2 separate regions of the Gossypium hirsutum genome follow, and region 2 is linked to region 1. The links are chromatin contacts, called in public Hi-C maps. All regions are on one chromosome and are shown on one strand. Each heading gives the region's core, a stretch centred on a gene start, on an enhancer-like site or on the middle of the called end of the contact. The rest is flanking DNA. Distances are from core to core; before and after follow the strand shown. Region 1 holds the start of LOC107894712. Region 2 has its middle 5.2 kb from the start of LOC107893813.

What was found. A called contact is a pair of places that touch in the nucleus more often than the background predicts.
Region 2: a Hi-C map of leaf shows a contact between it and region 1, with 1.6 times the contacts expected there. The contact joins the enhancer-like site here to the promoter of LOC107894712 in region 1. A contact is called at or near these places in 8 of 34 Hi-C or Micro-C datasets (callus and leaf).

What each region holds. Positions count from the first base shown.
Region 1 is chrA13:68,610,633-68,614,232 of Gossypium_hirsutum_v2.1, forward strand. LOC107894712 reads left to right here and starts at 1,843. Exons shown (of 2, transcript XM_016819960.2): 1 at 1,843-1,973; 2 at 2,071-2,652. The coding sequence starts at 1,971. The coding sequence ends at 2,406. LOC121213327 (U2 spliceosomal RNA) reads right to left here; the gene lies at 3,494-3,600.
Region 2 is chrA13:69,154,270-69,157,869 of Gossypium_hirsutum_v2.1, forward strand. No RefSeq gene overlaps it. Among protein-coding and RNA genes, the nearest start is that of LOC107893813, 5.2 kb to the right of the region's middle. Within about 2 kb of position 1,887, at least 2 of the 9 cell types and tissues checked have an H3K27ac peak or open chromatin away from gene starts, as enhancers often do. A contact at or near this core is called in leaf, where this site is marked.

The DNA.
Region 1 (3,600 bases), core at 593-3,092:
GAACTTTTACATAACTAGGTAGAATTTGAAACAATGGATCTCCATCTCCATACTTAAGCGCAAATTATCTTTATGCGACCACATCAGTATGTCATAATGTAATAAGTCTTAGACTAAACATGAGAGTTGAATCAAGGTTTTATAGGTATTTTAGTAGTTCCTCTCTCTACTAATCCAATTATGATATATAATCTAATATCACTAATGATTTTTTAAGTTTGAAAGCGGTGGTAGAGCCACATGTGTGATTGTAGGAGCAATACAAAGAACATTTTTTAATTTATATAATTGATATATTCATCTCACAAAAGAATTTGAAAATAAATTATTAGCTTAAGTACTAAAAAAGCTCTTGTAGACTAATTTAAAAATCAAACTAGCCCTTAGTCGAAAAGTACAATTAATTTAGCCTTAATTGAAAGTTAGTAATCCAATTGAGCCCTTCTATTATGGCTTTCTGTCGAAGCCCATGACAGTTTACATGTTGACATGATAGATGACGTGGAAAAAAATGATGATATGACGATTAATGTGAAAAATATTGATACGAAAGGCTTAATTGATTTTTAATTATTTTAGGAGGACTTAATTGATTTTTATTTTAAGGATATAAAAATTGTGGAAAGGAAGCTTTTTCTGCCTTTTGGTGACATTTGTCTTATTTTCCACTCTATACCTCTCTACCGAGAGATCACAAACTTTCCGCGACTCAGAAAAGAAACTAGACAGTGAGTTGTATGCGCTCCTAATAACCTACATTTGTTTCTCTTAGTCTTAATTCCTTGTTTCTTAAAAATATTTAAAAAAAAAATTCAAAAACATTGTTATACTAATCAACCGATATAGAAAAAAATGTTAAACTTATCAATGTTGTTCATGGAATGAACAGTCTAAACCTTATTATCACAATGACTAAAAATAGAGAATCTAATTCCAAAAACTGAATTGAAAAGATATAGAATATTTAAATTCAGATGTCTAAGTTTATTTGCATTTAGCTTTAGTTTCACACTTTTGAAACTTCCTTTTAACATTTCAAATTATTAACAATTTAAACTAAAAAAATTTTATAATTGTTTACATGCAGTATTTATCTTATTTGGGTTTTGAATGTTTATATCTATAATCTTTATTTTAAATATGATCACATTCATTATTATTAATAAATTAATTAAATTAGTGGTTAATATTCACCTCTTTAATAAGTCTATAAAACGCGAAAGTTTAGGCATGGAACTCGCTCAAATGAATACTTTAAAAAATTAAAAAAAATAATAAAAATAATAGGAGATTTGGATAAGCATATTGTTTAGCCAATGGAGTTGGTTGGTTTGAGGTAAATCTTAGAAGGATAATTACAAAAACAGTGATTCAGATGATTAGACAAGCATGATGTTTTCCCAATCGAGTTGTATTTGGTTGAAATCTTATGCACTTCAAAGAGCTAATAAAATATATAAGCAAAAATAAAAGCGCTAATAAAATCCTATACCATATCCCTAGGCATGCTGATCATTGTAGCTTCAATGCTAGTTTTTGATAGGCTATTCCAATTTTCCCCTTTGTTATGACTCTAATATAATAGATTTTATATATGGACCATGGACTATGATTTCTAAGATTTTACATATGGACTATGGACTACAGTTTCTAAGATTTTACTTATGGACTATGGACCATGGACCATATATGGTTTGCATTTCAGTGTATGTGATGTCAACCTCCAACTATAAACCAAACTCTATCCCATTTCCCTACTTAAGCAAACCCAATGTCCTAATCATTAAATACCAAAACAGTTGATATTGAAATATAATAATAAGTTTGTTTTCAGTTTTTTTTCTTTTTTGAACAAAAACTTTATCCCATCATATGTCATAATAATTGCTTATAAGTACCAAAACCCTTTCATATTAAGTTCTTGTTCATTCTCCGCCTTCTAATTCTGTTTTTATTTACTTGTTTCTGATATGGTAAACATCCTTTCCTTTCAATCATTTCGGTCTCAAATCCTCTTCTTCATCCATCATTCACCCTTTTCTTTTTCATTTTTTTGGGCAATTGATACAGGATGCAGAGAATGTTCTTGAAGCCATGAAAGTTGAACTGGAAGGGATGCGATATGAGAATATATACATGGAAGAAAGGCTAATAGCTTTGGAAAAAGCACTCGAAGAACATAAGAGATTGCTTGCTGAGTATAAAGCCATTGTAGAATTGACTGATCATTTACTGAGTGACATTGGTGTTGATGCAGGATTTGATAACGAGAACAACGGTAGTTTTGACGAGGAAACCATCAAGAGCTTGATAGAGGAAGCTGTGAGGGACTTCACTGAAGCACTGGACAAAGCTCAATCTCGCCCGGGCCGCCCTGGGGATGGTGGTGCCGATGGCCAAGCTTAGCAGCTCAAGTGGTGTTTCAAGGTTTGGGTCAAGCTTGGGGGTTAAGTTGTGACGTTATATACTATGCTACTTTGGAAGGGTTTAAATCAATAAAATTATTAGTTTCATTTTTTAATGGCATATCCATACATATTATAAATTTATTCGTGTTATAAGTTAATTGGGTATGAACTCAATTGGGAAAAGATGAAAACACTCTCACTACTCGCATAATAAGATTAAAATTCAGACTTCTTTAATTTTTCACATTTGAATTTTTACCATTCAATCAAACTTATTTAGGTTAATTTTTTAATAAATATGTTTGTTAAATTGACATTTCCTTTTAGTGCTATTGGTATACATCCCTCTGTCAGAGGATTTATGGCACAGTTATGAAGAAGCCATCCCTTCATGGGTGTATTTGTGTTACAGGTTCCTTGAACTCATTTGCAGTGTCTGAAGTGCAAATCCTTTTGCCATTAGTATCAAATCCTAGTAACTTCGCTAGCTATGGTTCATGGAGAGATCAGAAAAAGAATTTATAAGCCAAGTTATGCTGGAAAAGTAGACCTCAATAATCATAGTTTTAATTACTAAAAGAGAGAGGTCACACTTTTGAAACTAGCAATGATTAATTAATTTTGCCTATGTTAAAACCCAAAACAGATAACACTCACACCTTATCAACTCCACTGTCAAACTGATGCAATTGTCACTCATAAAATAAACAAATGAGACTTGTGAAAAGCTTGAAATCGCTAATGGATGGTCTTTGAAGTGCAACCTTTGAAATTTCCATCTTTAATACGATAAAATTCGGATGAATTTAGTTGACTAATTTTATTGTACATGCATTCCGTATTCATATATTTTTAGGAAGTAAATAAGTTTATATCCGCTTTAAATACTCCAATGTTTGCATATCACACTATTCCAGATTGGATGGCGTATAAGTTGCTTACAGATTCCAGTTCGACTACAATTTCTTGCTTAAAACTCTTAAGTCTTATTAATAGTTCGTCTTTGATTTTTATAATAATTTTTATTAATAAAATTGCTACGCTGAAACGAATCTGGAGATGAGCAATCTCGAACTAAAAATTAGGTGAGGCGCGCCAGGCCCAAGCAGTAGTGTAACGCATTGGTGACGCTCGAGAGCCCCAGTAGCAAGCTACTGTCATGTACCTTCCCCCTCAAATAATAAATTTAATA
Region 2 (3,600 bases), core at 637-3,136, 540 kb after region 1:
ACTAAATTCGGATTATAGAAATACAAACCGGAAATTTCGAGCTATTCTTCGTCGACTTTATCTTTCCCCTTTTTAGTCTAGGGTTCCAATAATACGTTAGCAATTGAGCTTTGAACTTTGAAAACCCTAGCTTTTTCTCATTTTATTTCTTTCTCTTTTTCCTTCTTTCTTTTTCTTTCGTTTTACTTCTCTGTTTCTTTTCCTTTTTCTATTTCATTTCTTTTATTTATTTGTTTATTCTTTTATAATTATTATAATAATATAATATAATATAATATAATATTAAGTATTACATATATTATTATATACATATGTATATTATTTTTACACATGTAATTATTTTTACCATACACTTGTTAAATAGGGTTTAATTTCTTATTTAGTCCCTTTACTTTTTCTTTAATCTATAATTAAACTTTCACCATTTATGCAATTTAGTTCTTATACCTAATTACCCTTAATTCATGCAAATTTACTTAACCAAAACCTAATTAAACACACAACTAACTTCGTAAATGTTTTTAATAAATATTTACGAATCTGTTTTACGAAAACAGAGACCCGAATATACACTTTCCTATTACCCATGACTATCGGGTCGTTACAAATATCTTGCCATTGGTGTCTTTATGAGGGGTGAAAAAGTAATTCAATATTTAAAAGTGCTTTTGGCTGCAAAAAAGCACCAAATTTTTGCTTTTGCATTTAACAAAAAAAGTGCTTTTGAAAAGCACAAATTCTCTCAAAAAGCAGCTTGTTCAACATTCTTGTTGCTTCAAAAGTGCTTCATATCAAAAGTGTTTCTAAAAAGCAATACTAAACACAATCTACGAGGGGAGGAAAGCAAATGGAATAAGGAGAAGAAGGAAGTTAGAGAATGTTTTACAATAAAAAATTTCTTCTTAACTTTTGGTTTGAACAAATTTTGAGCTTAGTCATCTTTTCATTGTTAGGCTTGAGCCAATACCACATTACAACCCTTGAAAATACTATTTTTGTCAAATTTGAAGACATGAGTTAGGAATATGTTTTTGGGATACATAATTCAAGTTTCTAATTGTTCAACTTCTTTAAAACAAGCTTGTAAAGTCAAAGAAGACAAGGATGGTAACATGAGTGAGATCATTTGCTAGAAGGTAGCCTTGATTGAATGTATAAGTTGACTTTTGTTAAACTAGAATTTTGAGAATGAGCGAACTACGAACTATTTGTCAGTTGTGAAATCATTATGGTAAAGAGTGATTAAATGGTTAGTTTTTGTTATCATGTGATTGTTTGAGAGGTTCATTATGGGGGGCTCTAATATTAATCTATTATACTTTGCTTTAAAAATCTTTGTTTTTTGAATCTTATCTTCTTGAAATACCTATAATGACCATATCTTAAACGTCATACTCATCCTTATATTTTCAAATTTACCCTTTTTGCAAAATTTTAAAAAATTCCTTTTGTAAAAAATGAAATTGCATATTGGTTTGATTTTATTATAAAAAGAGAAAAATGCTTTTGGTCCATACCAGTCGAATCAACCCGTTTCATCCAATTTCGATCACACCAGCCAAAACATTGTGCACCGGTTAGTGCATGAATGATATAAAATGTTATATTATTTGTAATTTTTTATCATTATGAAAATAAATAATAAAAACTTTCATTGAAAATTGTGCACAAATTGTGTTTAAATATTTTATATTTAAAATTTATTTAACATTACTAATTTGATATTTATAAATATTTTATATACATATATTAACTATTTTTTTAAAATATTGATAAATCTAAAACAATACATTGAAACCATATCAATATACACTAAGTCTAATAGAAAAACAGTGTGCCCACCTGTGCGGTATTAACTATCCTGGATAGAAACCTAGTTTTGAGGTTCACCTATGAAGGAACCTAATTTTGAGGTTCATACAAGATTTAACAATCTAGTTTTAGGTTTGCTCACGATTTAAAGGCCTAATTTTGAGGCCCATTCATCTAATGGATAGATAATTCCATCTTCCATTTAGAGGCCTAGTTTTGAGGCCCAATTAGTTAGGAGACCTAATTTTGATGTCCATTTCCATTTCGCAACCTAATTGTGAGGGCAGTTTACTTTTTCACTCAGGAACCCATTTCTTATGTCTATTTAACTCAAAACCCTAGTTGTGAGGAAAAAGGTCTAGTTGCAATTTAGAATATTTAATTAATTATGAGGTTGATTTTACATTTGGGAGCCTAGTTGTAAGGTTAGTTAACCTTTCTTTTGGGAATCCTTTTAGTTTCTTTTTTCAAAATCCAATCACAAGACTAAAATACTAATAAATGTCGAAAAAATTTTAAATTTATTAGATTAGGCCGTTTTTAGAAGAATTATAGGCATAGATTGATTTTACAAAAACGCTTACAGTCAAAAGCGTTTTCAGGTGATTTGTAGAAAAATGCTTTCAACTAGAAACGCTTGTTGCCACATCAACACTAAAAATGGCAACACTAATAACTTTTTTATTTTTTGGTGCCACCTATTAATGTGTAAATAAAATTTACAAAATAGGTTTTTATATAGACCTGGGTCCCATATCGCTTAAGAAAACAAAGGAAATGTGATTTCGAGTCTATATAAAAACCTGTTTTGTAAGATTTATTTCCACATTAATAGGTGGCACCAAAAAAAAAATTGATGCCGCCAATTTTAGTGCTGATGTGGCAAAAAGCTTTCTAGCTAGAAGCGTTTTTTTTTTCAAATCATAGTTCGACACGTTTTTCCTAGTTTCACCTCATAAATTTAGCCTATTCCTATAATTATTCCAAAAAAGGGCCTAATCTGGTAAATTTAAAAAATTTTCGGCATTTATTAATAATTTAGCCCAATCACAAGACTGTTTTCAACTTTAAAAAAAAAATTGATTTCATTTGCTATGGTTAAAAAAAAAAGTCAAAGGTGAGGTGTCTACATCTTTACATAAAAAAGGTAGTTGTATATACCTAATTTTATCGGGACTATTCAATTTGAGATTTATTGAGCTTTTAATTCATGAAATAGGAGCTCGTATGGTTTTCTAAATTAAATCAATGTTTGGAGTTGACTTTGAAGCTAGATTAATCTTAATTTAGTTTCTAAATTAAATTCAAATATGAATTCCGATTTTGAATTTGGGTCTTAGGTATATTTTAATTAGTATTGTAAGCCCAATTTTGTTGGTCCATTTCGAGATTAAGAAAAGATTTAGGCTTGCTTCGACTTTCTACCAGAGAAATGAAAAAACAGAGATTTTATGACCCAAGAAAGATTTGGGAGAAAATATATATATTACAATAACCTCTCAAGCTGATTTTATTGTGTTTGAAGCTTAGATATGTCTATCTTGTATTTGAAGTGCTTTTAACTTGTATTTATATCAAGGAATAAGTTTTTGTATAATCGTTGGGAAGGAATTCTAGCCGTTAGAAGCATTAAATTCGAGCTTAACTGCAGTTGCAGACAAACTTGTATGGATACAACTCTATTTGCATCAGTACAAGTGTTTAAAAATATGACTGTTAGAAATTGCGATAGATACAACTCACTAGATGTATCGATACAAGTGAACTTGTTGTGATACAAGTACCCAA